2 separate regions of the Oryctolagus cuniculus genome follow, and region 2 is linked to region 1. The links are chromatin contacts, called in public Micro-C maps. All regions are on one chromosome and are shown on one strand. Each heading gives the region's core, a stretch centred on a gene start, on an enhancer-like site or on the middle of the called end of the contact. The rest is flanking DNA. Distances are from core to core; before and after follow the strand shown. Region 1 holds the start of EDAR (ectodysplasin A receptor). Region 2 overlaps EDAR (ectodysplasin A receptor).

Region 1 (5,626 bases), core at 1,161-3,660:
CACGCCATCCTGTTACAGCGCCTGTGTTTGAAATTCAGATTTGCTGGAGTCTTTGAAGCTGGGTCCCTGGGCACTTCCTTGAGCACGAATCTCATTCTTTGGAAACCACAAAACTCCCTCACCTGGACCCAGGGAGGAGACGCAAGTTCTCTGGGACCCGAGAGCTTTTGAGTAGAAGACACTCCTGCGTTACAAGAGTCAACTTGGTTTGCATCCTGAGAAACGGGAATGGGGCCTAGGTCTGTCTTAAGCCTGCACCCCCAACACATATCCACTCCCCATGCCCACCCCCACACAGGGGATGTGCTAGGCACAGGGACACACAGTGACTGATGCCTGAGAAACAAGAGAGCCCCTTGCCCCCCTGCTTTGCAGATATAGATGCGCCTTCACTGACGATGGGGTGATTTCCCGCCGTTAAGTTGAAAATCAACTTAAAAAAATCACATATCCTAGCACGGCAGCTCAGCGCGCTCAGAGCGTCACTTGTTTCCCTGGTGACCGCAGCCGCTGCCACCGCCCAGCATCCCCAGAGAAGAGGGGACCACAAAGCACTAGCCCGGCAAAACGCCACACTCAGCGTGCCACGTGCAGTTTCTACCGATCGCACGTTGTTTTTGTACTTGCATAGAGGCAGCCATCAGACACCAGGGCCATCTACATGTATCTTCAACAACACAAACCTCTCCTCTACAACACTGAAAACCAGAGAGCGGACAGACAGCAAAAGCCCAACCTTCCAGAGAGATTCTGTGTACTTCTCCCCAGAGACAGCCCAGCTCGGCGCCCATGGGGAGGGAGGGGCACAGCAGAGACTGCCAGTCTTGCCCAGCAGTGGGGTGCCCACGGGGCGGTGTGCGGGATGGAGGCTCGTGCCCCAGCCCTGCTGGGCCACCTTCTTTTTTGATGGACCCTGTTGAAACGTATTCTCAAGGCTTCAAGCGCGGTGACTTAGGAACCCAGAGCAGCAAGCCGGACGGGAGAGAGGCGGTGTCTCTCTCAGAGCTTTGAAGTGACTCCCTTTCCCCTTTAGCCCACCAGGACTTTTGCCTCTAGGACAGCCGGAACGAGCTGCAGTTGCACCGTTGGTTGGAAAGTGTCTCAGACGCTACCGGGTGGCCTCCAGCTGGCCAGCTGGGGAGGAGGGGCTGGCCCTCTCTGCGGCTTGTCTTGGCTGCCCACGTGCGTGCGTCCTACTCTTGTGCCAGAGCGCCCTTGTGCCCTGCTAATGCGTCCTGCTCTCCACGTGCACCGAGCTGCCTCTCTCTTGCTGCGGCACAGCACGGCAGGCAGCAGGTCAGAACCTCAGCTCTGTTTTCCCTGCCCTCAGCCGGGTGCTAGGCAATCAGAGCCGGCTCTTGTGTCTGAGCCTGGGTCAGGGTTAGGGTTAGGGTTAGGAATTGCTCTAGGGTCAGGCGTGGAGCGGGGCCTCTAGGCTGGAAATGAAAACCGCAGCCCGTACGCACTCCCGACTGCGCGCCTCTCCCCAACACAAAGCCGTGGCTTCTGCTCTCAGACTCGCTTGAACCCCCACCTGGAAGTCTCGGGGCACGGAGGGCACTAGGGGAGGCAGGTACTGAGTCTGGCTAAAATCCCAGCTACTACTTGCCTCCCCTAGCCAACCAGGCTCAGGGACAAGCTCCAAAAAACACACTTCCCTGCTCCCTGGAGGCGGCCCCTGTTTCAACAGCCCAGGTCCCGAAGCCTGCAAAGCACACATGGAGTCTGGCTCACTACTCCAGTGTGCAACCAACAGCAAAGTGGGGTTTCTTCTGTTTTCCCCGAAAACAAAGGAACAATCTCAGGTCTCAGAACTGGTAGTGCAGACCTACAGTAATTGGGGAAGCTTGTTCCAACGCAACTCAAAAATGACATGCATCTCAAAAATGCACTAAAGCTCTTTCTTCCCCGGCCTGTGACACCTCGGTCTCTGCCACAGCGCGAGTTAAGAGAATCAAAAGGAAAGGACCAAGGCTTACCTGGCTCCCGCGCGAAAGCAGCTTCTGGTCTCCAAGGGAGGTGGGTTCGCGGTGGGGCGGCCAGGTGCACCGGCGGCCACTGGCAGCGCTCTCAGAAGCCGGCGCGCACGTCCTCGAGAGCGGCAGGGGTCCTGAGGACCGGGCACACCCCTCTGCAGTCAGCACCAGTAGCTTTCTGTTTCGAAGGGCTCCCAGGAACTTTGCTGCACTCCTCTGGAGTTTACCGACTTGGTCCTTGCTGGGGGCTTTCCTCGCTGCAGACTCACCTGCACCACCTAGAGGCCGCTTCCGGCACTGCGGACGCGGGAGCCCGGGCACCACTGCCCGCAGCCGCGCTTGTCGACACCTCGCTCTTGTCGACTTCCTTCCACGAACGTCTGGAATGTGTGAAAGTCGTTGATACTTTTTGAAGGGCAGCGGTCTTGCTTCTCTCTGAACAACCAGACCCTTTGGGCACCTGAGAGCTGAAAAAGCTAAATTGCATTAAAATGTCATTAATCAAAACTTGTTAGCTAAAGAATCCCTCCCCCCTCCCCCCCAACACACAACTGAGATGGCTCCAGGTACAGGCACAGGTGCACTGATTCGGCTCGGAACATGTTTGTGCACATTTCCACCCAGTCCCCTGCACGTCACCCGCAGGCTGAGTCGCCAGCCCTGCCTTTCCTCCTGCAGCCCCCGGCACACACCACTGCCACTCAGCCTGGGTACCCCCAGGGAACTGCAGGTAGCATACACACCCCATGTAACTCCAGATAAGTCCTCACATCCCATATAGCCACAGAGGGCTACATATACCCCACACTACCAGACAGTCAGGAAGCTGCTGGAAACACAGACATCGTGACAGCACTTACATTTTGGTAGTGGCTAACTCCTTCTCAGATATTAAATGATGGCCGGCTCCGCGGCTCACTAGGCTAATCCTCCGCCTTGCGGTGCTGTCACACAGGGTTCTAGTCCCAGTCGGGACGCTGGATTCAGTCCCGGTTGCCCCTCTTCCAGGCCAGCTCTCTGCTGTGGCCAGGGAGTGCAGTGGAGGATGGCCCAAGTCCTTGGGCCCTGCACCCCATGGGAGACCAGGAGAAGCACCTGGCTCCTGCCTTCGGATCAGCGTGGTGCGCTGGCCACGGCGGCCATTGGAGGGTGAACCAACGGCAAAGGAAGACCTTTCTCTCTGTCTCTCTCTCTCACTGTCCACTCTGCCTGTCAAAAAAAAAAAAAAAGTATTAAATGATTAGGGAAAGAGCCTGGTCCTAGAAGAATGTAATTCTGCTATTTCTCTCCCTCAATCCCACCACACAGGTATGGGAGCTGAACAGCTCCCCGAGGGCACCTTTCCATGTTCTCCTGGTCCATGTTGTCTCTGGGGACACATGAAGCAAGCAAGCGCTTGGGAGAAGAACAGAGGCAACGGTGAGTGGGTCTGGAGGAAGATCCAGGACACAGGGGCTGAATCTGCCTGCAGAGAGAAGCAGCCCCATCTTCACCAGTGTGGACAGCTAATCCAGGTGACATGGATTCCCCGGTGAGAGCTTCAACTTGAGTTCCCAAGGTTGGCTCTCTGCACTGCACATGCTGTGCCCAAGCTGGGGGTGTGTCATAATGACCGCCACCAACGTGATTCACCTAGGACCCTGGAAAAATGAACAGGCAGCACTCTGGGCTCATCTTCCTGTTGCATATACTACTTCTTCTTCTTCTTCTTCTTCTTCTTCTTCTTCTTCTTCTTCTTCTTCTTCTTCTTCTTTTTTTACAGGCAGAGTGGATGTGAGAGAGAGACAGAGAGAAAGGTCTTCCTTTGCTGTTGGTTCACCCTCCAATGGCCGCCGCTGCCGGCGCTGCGCCTATCCGAAGGCAGGAGCCAGGTGCTTCTCTTGGTCTCCCATGGGGTGTAGGGCCCAAGCACTTGGGCCATCCTCCACTGCACTCCCAGGCCACAGCAGAGAGCTGGCCTGGAAGAGGGGCAACCGGGACAGAATCCGGCGCCCCTACCAGGACTAGAATCCAGTGTGCCGGCGCCACTAGGCGGAGGATTAGCTTAGTGAGCCATGTGGCCTTGCATATACTTCTGACTTATGTTTGAGGATGGAGATGATTCTGGATTTCTTTTTGTACTGGAAATTAAATGATGATTTTTAAATTGATTGTTGGCATTGCCAAAAGATTAGAGGAAAAGATAGGACAGGTATTAGACTTGTTTATGTGCTCCCTTTGACTCTTAGTCCTTTCATTATGATCAATTGTGAACTGAAATTGATCACTTGGAGTAGTGAGATGGCATTGGTACATGCCACCTTGATGGGATTGAATTGGAATCCCCTGGTATGTTTCTAACTCTACCATTTGGGGCAAGTCAGCTTGAGCATGTCCCAAATTATACATCTCTTCCTTCTCTTATTCCCACTCTTATGTTTAACAGGGATCACATTTCAGTTAATTTTCAACACTTAAGAATAACTGTGTATTAATTACAGAATTAAACCAGTCATATTAAGTAGAACAGACAAAAAAACTACTAAGAGGGATAATATATTAAGTTGTTCATTAACAGTCAGGGCTATGCTGATCAAGTCACCGTTTCCCATAGTGTCCATTTGTACCTGCTAACACTAACCGATAGAATAAATAAAGGGGAGAGTGATCCAACATGGGAAGTGAGATACTCAGCAGACTCATAGAATGGCAGATGTCCTAAATAGCACTCTGGCCTCAGAATCAGCCCTAAAGGCATTCGGATCTGGCTGAAAAGCCCATGAGAGTATTTCAGGCATGGAAAGCCAAGATACTCTGGCAAAAGATCTCTGTGAGGGAGATCCCAGTGGAAAGAACAGGTCATCAAAGAAGGAGGTACCTTTCTCTGAAGGGAGGAGAGAACCTCCACTTTGACTATGACCTTGTCTAAACAAGATAAGAGTCGGAGAACTCAGAGGGCTTCCATAGCCTTGGAAACTCATGACTGGAGCATAGGGAGATTACTGATGCCATAGACAAGAGTGTCAATTGGTAAAGTCAACAACAGGAGTCACTGTGCACTTACTCCTCATGTAGGATCTCTGTCCTTAGTGTGCTGTGCATTGAGATTTAATGCTATAACGAGTACTCAAACAATATATTTCACTTTGTGTTTCTATGGGGGTGCAAACTGTTGAAATCTTTACTTAATGCATACTAAACTGATCTTCTGTAAAAAAAAAAAAGAAATTATCAATTCCCAACTTGACTCTCACTGGGATTAAACATGACAATAGGTCTGCTCTGATTTCATCATCATTTAAAAAAAATCATCTATTATTTTTCACTTTATGTTTCTGTGTGGGAGCAAACTGTTGAAATCCTTACTTAAGGTATACTAAGCTGATCTTCTGTATATTAAGATAATCGAAAATGAATCTTGATGTGAATGGAAGGGGAGAGGGAGTGGGAAAGGGGAGGGTAGTGGGTGGGAGGGACGGTATTGGGGGGGAAGCCATTGTAATCCATGAGTCGTACTTTGGAAATTTATATTCATTAAATAAAAGTTAAAAAAAATAAATAAATCATAAAAAAAAGATAGGACAAAAAATTAGAATGGGCACACAATATGGATGCAGTAAAGAAGCCCCCTCTTGGAAAAATCCGGAACGTCATGGCATTGGGCAAAGTTA
Region 2 (5,626 bases), core at 812-3,311, 60 kb before region 1:
GTGTCAAGAGGGTTCCCCAGTCTGACAACATGGGGCAAGGAAACCTTGGGAGGAGTTCCACCTATTCCACACCCTGCAAGCCCTCCTCTGTCCAGCAGGAGACGGCGGGGAGAACTGGACCCCCCATTCCCTCACGAGCCCGTCTGAATGCTCTTGGACCTTCGCAGCCCGGCCTGTCGGGTGCACGCCTTCCGTCACACCTGGCTAGCATGCTCACTGCTGCTCACTGTGTCAGCTGTGAAATCTTGCTCGCTCGCTCGCTCGCTCTGAGACAAGAGCCCCTGCTGCAGCCCAGACGTTAGGGTAAGGAACCATGACAGTCCCCCGACGCTGCACTGTGCTTCCTGAGTTCAGATCCCAGCCAAACCCCGTTCGCAGCCACTCGCCCCCCGCCCAACGTGCTGTTTCGCTGCACCGGGGTTAAGAGCACGCCGTCAGCTCCCCTTCAGCAAGTCCCTCCAGGATCTGCTCCGACACCTGAGATGTACAGAGCGTCCTGCTGCCAGACCAGCCACGGGCTTTGGCGGTTGGCCCCTTCCTCGGATTCCTCTTTTTTTTTTTTTTTTTTTTGCGTCATGAGTCCTGTTCTCCCGGGCGCAGCTTTCCTCTCTGAGGTTCAGACCCCTGAGCTGCCTCGGGAAGATGGCGGTTCTGAAGGTAACCTGCCCAGCGGTACCCTCGGGGCGCCCCTTTCGTTTCCCTCTCCCTTCCAGAAACTGGGAAGGTTTTTATCCATTGGAACAGTAAAGACGAGTCCCTTGTGCATCTCTCCTGAGGGCTGTGGTCCCACGGCTCCCCCGTGACAGGCCTGTAGGTGGCATTAGCTTGTGGGCGCTGCACAGCAGGGCAAGGGGGCACCATGGGACACTGGGCGGGCCAGTGAGGCTTGGGAAGGAAAGGGATTTCGCCTGACATAGCAGGGAGGGTCAGAGCTTGGGTCAGCTTGTTCAAAACGCACATTCTCGGGCTGGCCAGGCCTGCTGGGTGAGGGCAGGGCCGGCCATGGGGACTGCACGGCGTCCCACGGAGAAGCACCATTTCTGTAGGGACAGGAAAGCAGGGGGTGCTACCCGTGAGGTGTGGAGAATGGGGGTGTGCACCCCGGCCTGCCGCTGTCACCGAGGGGCCCCCGCGCTGACAGCTCCTGACAGTCCCTGCCCCCGGCCAGCCACCGCCTTCTGCCTGGTCCGGCTCTTCTGCGTCTGTGTCTGTGTCACCCGCAAGCCCAGGCCCTTGGTGCATCTCCATGACGGTGGTTTGTAGGATGCGCCACTCACGGACACAGAGTGCGAAGGATGTTGGACCACGGACCACTGGGCTCAGGGAGGGAGGCCTGGGCTGCTAGCAGGGTTCTGCCGGAATCAGCAAGTCCCTGGATTTCCGGGGTGGGGCAGCAGACGGATGACGCCCTGTGAGTTTGGGTCTTGGTAATTCCTGGGGCGCTTGGTCATAAGCAGCCGTGGCATCTCTGTGCCGGGTGAGCAGGCGCTAGCATCTCCCGCCTCCCATATGGGAGCAGAGGCCTCTGCCCGCTCAAGGGGGCTCTCCCGGGGGCTGAGTGGCTGCACAGCCGCCCGGGTTGGGGGGGCCCTGACTCTCTGTTTCTTTGCTGAGCCCTCTCAGGGCTGGATTCTAAGAGCCCAGCTCGAGGTCTGGTTGGGGAGGGGGTTTTGGGGCGCAGTTAAGGGCTGAGGGCGGGAAGGGGGTGCGTTCATTTTCAAAACCCCCAGGACCGCGGACTTGGCTTGCTGTCAGGGAAGCGCCTGTGTGTCTAAGAGCTGTCAGACACGAGGGTCCCCCAGGGAGGATGCTGGCCTGCCAGGCTCCTATTTGGTTGAGACCCTAAACAGAGGGCAGGTGTCTGACATGGGCCCAGCCAGGACTGCACCCCAGAACTGTCTGTCCTGACGGGCTTAGACACCCCCCCCCCCCCCCCCCCCCGCAGAGAAGATGCAGCAGGCGCGAGCTGGCTTCTCTCCTGCAGCCCACAGCCTCCCTGATGCTGCGAGTTAATTAGCAGATGGCTGGGAAGCAGTACTCTGCAGAGCAGCCGCTGCCAGGCTCTTCCGTTTGGGCCTCTGGAAGGGGCGGGCGGAATTCCCCACATCCCCAGACAACGCAGCTGCAGGGCACCCTGGCTCGGGCCCAGCCCGCCTCCAAAGACGCCTCCGCAGCCCCGCCCACAGCCCCGCCCCTTGTCCCTGCGCTCCTCCCCTTCCTCCCAGGCTGCACGGGGTTGTAGGGAGAAACCCCCGGTGTGCCTGGGGCCTCGTGGGCCACAAGGGGAGATGGGAGTCCTCCACGGCTCTGCCCCCAAGTGCTCCTGCCGTCAGGCGCCACACACCCAGCTTCCTCCCAGCTGCGTCCCCAGAGCACAAGCCCGAAGGACCACCGGGCGCCTTCCTCTGAGCGGAGGCTCTCACGGCCGAGGCGGGAGCCGGGCGGCTCCGAGTGCTTTGCGGGAGCTCTGACTCCCGCGGGGTCCCCCTCGCCCTCACTAATGGCGAGCTCTTCGCTCTGCTTTGCCGAACAGCCTGGCCTCTGCCGTGCATGGCCTCTCCCCAGGGTCTCATGAGACCGACAGGGCAGGTGTTCGTGTCCCCGCCTCACAGGCGAGAAAGCTGAGGCTCCTGCAGGCCAAGTGGGCTGTTTAGCCCTCCCACTCGAAGCTCAGCACCATCGACCCCTCCCCACCCCTCTTCATCAACCCGAGGCGCCCCTGCTTAGGCGCGGTACTGCTTCCGTTTATGCTTCTGCTAACGCTAATCTCGGTTCGAGTCCCGGCTGCTCCACTTCTGACCCAGTTCCCTGCTAATGCACCTGGGAAGGCAGCGGCAGATGGCCCAGGGACTTGGGCCCCTGCACCCACATGGGAGACCCAGAAGAAGCTCCTGGCTCCTGGCTTTGGTCTGGCCCACCTGGCTTTGGTTGTGGCCATTTGGGGGGGGGGCAGTGAACCAGCAGAGGGGAGATCTCTCTCTGTCTCTCCCTCTCCCCGTCACTCCGCCTTCCACAATAAAATACATGTTTAGAAAGCCTCTTCAGTGCTAGGGTGACAAACCTCGGCTCTGACCCGGATGAGGACCACTCACATTCCTTGGCGCTGGGGGGTGCCAGGAGGCAGGAGTAGCACACCATGCCGTAGATGTTCCTGGGTCTGTTTTCCAGCATGTAGTAGCTGCAGGGGGAGACAGAGCAGAGCAGGGTGAGGGCGGGGCCTCGGGCGGGGGCCCAGCAGCGGGGTTAGCAGCCCATTTTCCCCTTCGGTCTCCTCGGGGGTTTCCATGCCTCTCTTTTTGCCTCCTTCTCTTGTTGCTTTCTCTCCTGATGCGTCTGTCTAGTGTGTGTGTCTGCTGTCAGCCTCCCCAGCGCCTGCAACACCGCGCTGTGATAACTGGCGCCAGTGTCCAGGGCAGCCTGGAACTCCCAGGCCTCCTGAGGACATGCTGTACCCCATGGCGCTGGCCAGCAGGGGGTGCTGCGGGGGGGGATCGTCAGATGGCGGGAGTGTGAACAGAGGGCCACGCAGACGGCCTGGCAGAGCGACCTGACCCACGGCCACCGGGTCACAGCTGCTTCCTCTTGGGGAAGCAGACACACTGCGGCGGCACCACTGCTCCCAGTCCCAGCTGCCACCCTCGCCGCCACGATGTGCCCCTACATCCCCATGCTCTGGAGGTCACTGCGCCGGCCACGTGGTCCTGCCACCTGGCCACTGTGGCCCACACTCCCTGCAGGCCACGTGCCGCCCTGGGCTCCCAGCTGAGCTCTGAGGGCCACAGCTCGCGCCTGCTTTCCATACACAAACATCCAGGGCTATCAGTGTGAGAAGTCCGTTAAGAGCAGCGCGCTGGTGCCAACGCTTCCCTTATCGCAGCTCCAGAGATGCCACAGGCTTTGCACGCGGTTGTTTTCTAATCTCTTTTTTATTAGCCGGGCACCAGGTAGCCCCCAACCCCCAGGAGCTGGGCGGTGAGCAGCAGCTCGGGGCGGGAGGCCGGCAGGGGGCGTGCTTGGACTCCGCCTTCCTGAGCCTGGCCCGGCTCCCGAGAACAGCACGCTCATAATTGCTGCCCTTTCTCAGTGCCTTTCATCCTCTGATCCCTGCGCGCATCTTGTAAACATCAATTAACCAATCTCAAAGCGGCCCTCTGAGAAGCCTCAACAGCAGTTAAGGCTCCTGGAAAAGCCTCCCTGGAACACAGGCTGTGCCGGCGCTGTCCACAGGAAGGAGCCACACGGGGCGCCCCGTCTGCCTGCCAGGGGCCAGCACCCAGGCCCACTGCGGCCACGTCTGGGAATCAGCCTCCTCTTCCCACCTGCCCGTCTGTGGCTTTCTCTCCCGTCAGGTGGTGGTGGGCTCCCCTGCCCGGAGCCTCATGCTGGGTAGGGAGCCCATGTTGGCTGGATGGACAAACCGACGACATCCACTTCTTCTGCATGGAAGTTCAAAGGGCTGAGAGGGACAGAAGGCCCAGAGGGAACCTTGTGAGCGCTCCTCCCTTTTGGAGGGTCAGAAGCTCAGCCGTGCCCATCCTGGGAGCACCCTGGGGCTGGGCTCCGGCACAGGTGCAGCTCCGCAGTCCCCCTGGCGGATGCCACGTGCCAGGGCTTCAGGGACTGGCGCCCTGAGGGCTGCATCTGAGAAGCGGAGGGGCCTTGGCCTGCTCTCTGCCTCTGCTCAGCCGCTCTCATGGGGCAGGAGTCGGGGCTCTCCTGATGCCCGCGGGGGCTGAAGGGCAGCTGCTGCATGCCCGTGCCGGACCAGGGGTTTGGACCACACTGTGTGACGTATTAACTCAGTGAAGGGCTGGCATTGGGAGGCTCCAGGGTAGACTGTTGGGGAGTTGTACAGCCTAAAGTGGCATGAGTGTTCAGTGCTGCTGGGTAGCAGAAGTCACTTTTGTTTCTAGCACATCCTGTGGTACAGGGCATTTTTAGGTAGATAGATCGATAAATCGATCGATAGATAGATGATAGATCGATTGATCGATAGATATAGATAGATAGATGATCTTTCATCTGCCAGGCTGAAGCCAGCAGTCTGGAACTCCATCTGAGTCTTCCAGGTGGGCAGTAGGGGCCCAAGAAGCTGGGCCATAACCGGCATTTACCCCCGCTAACCTACTGGACATCCCCCCCGCCCCAGACCTGCTCCGAACACTCTCCGTAGCCTGCAGCTGGGCACGGGCGTCTCACCCAGAGCCTGTTCCGTAACGAAGCAGGCAATGTCTTGTGCTCGCCAAAGGCCCCACACCGACAGTGGCTGTCTGGGCACACGTCTACACTGCCACGGGGCCACGAGACCACGAGCAACCACAGTGACTTAGGGACTCCTGCTCTGCACGGGCTGATCCGGGTATAACCAGGGACAGGAGTCAGCTTAACTGGGACTTCTAGAACATTCTCTTCTGGGCATTGACTTCCTCCAAGTTGACAGGTGGAGAGTCCCCCAGATAAGCCTTTCTCTGAGGACCCTAGGCTGGGAGTGGCTGCCTCTGAGCCACTGCTTGCTCACCTGTACCACCAGCTGGGCAGGGCCCAGGGCCCAGGCAGCCGAGCCCTGGGGGAGGCGGTGAAACCTGACCTCCTCTCCCTTCCTCTTCTGTGTTTGTTCCCGCGCCTG

What was found. A called contact is a pair of places that touch in the nucleus more often than the background predicts.
Region 2: a contact with region 1 is called in a Micro-C map of ear pinna, with 7 times the contacts expected there. The contact joins the enhancer-like site here to the promoter of EDAR in region 1. A contact is called at or near these places in 3 of 6 Hi-C or Micro-C datasets (ear pinna, psoas muscle and an unstated tissue).

The regions. Positions count from the first base shown.
Region 1 is chr2:99,880,148-99,885,773 of mOryCun1.1, reverse strand. It overlaps EDAR (ectodysplasin A receptor), which reads right to left and starts at 2,410. Exons shown (of 12, transcript XM_002709985.5): 1 at 1,980-2,410.
Region 2 is chr2:99,940,001-99,945,626 of mOryCun1.1, reverse strand. It overlaps EDAR (ectodysplasin A receptor), which reads right to left. Exons shown (of 12, transcript XM_002709985.5): 5 at 3,093-3,178. Among named protein-coding and RNA genes, the nearest start is that of EDAR, 59 kb to the right of the region's middle. Within about 2 kb of position 2,061, at least 1 of the 8 cell types and tissues checked has an H3K27ac peak or open chromatin away from gene starts, as enhancers often do.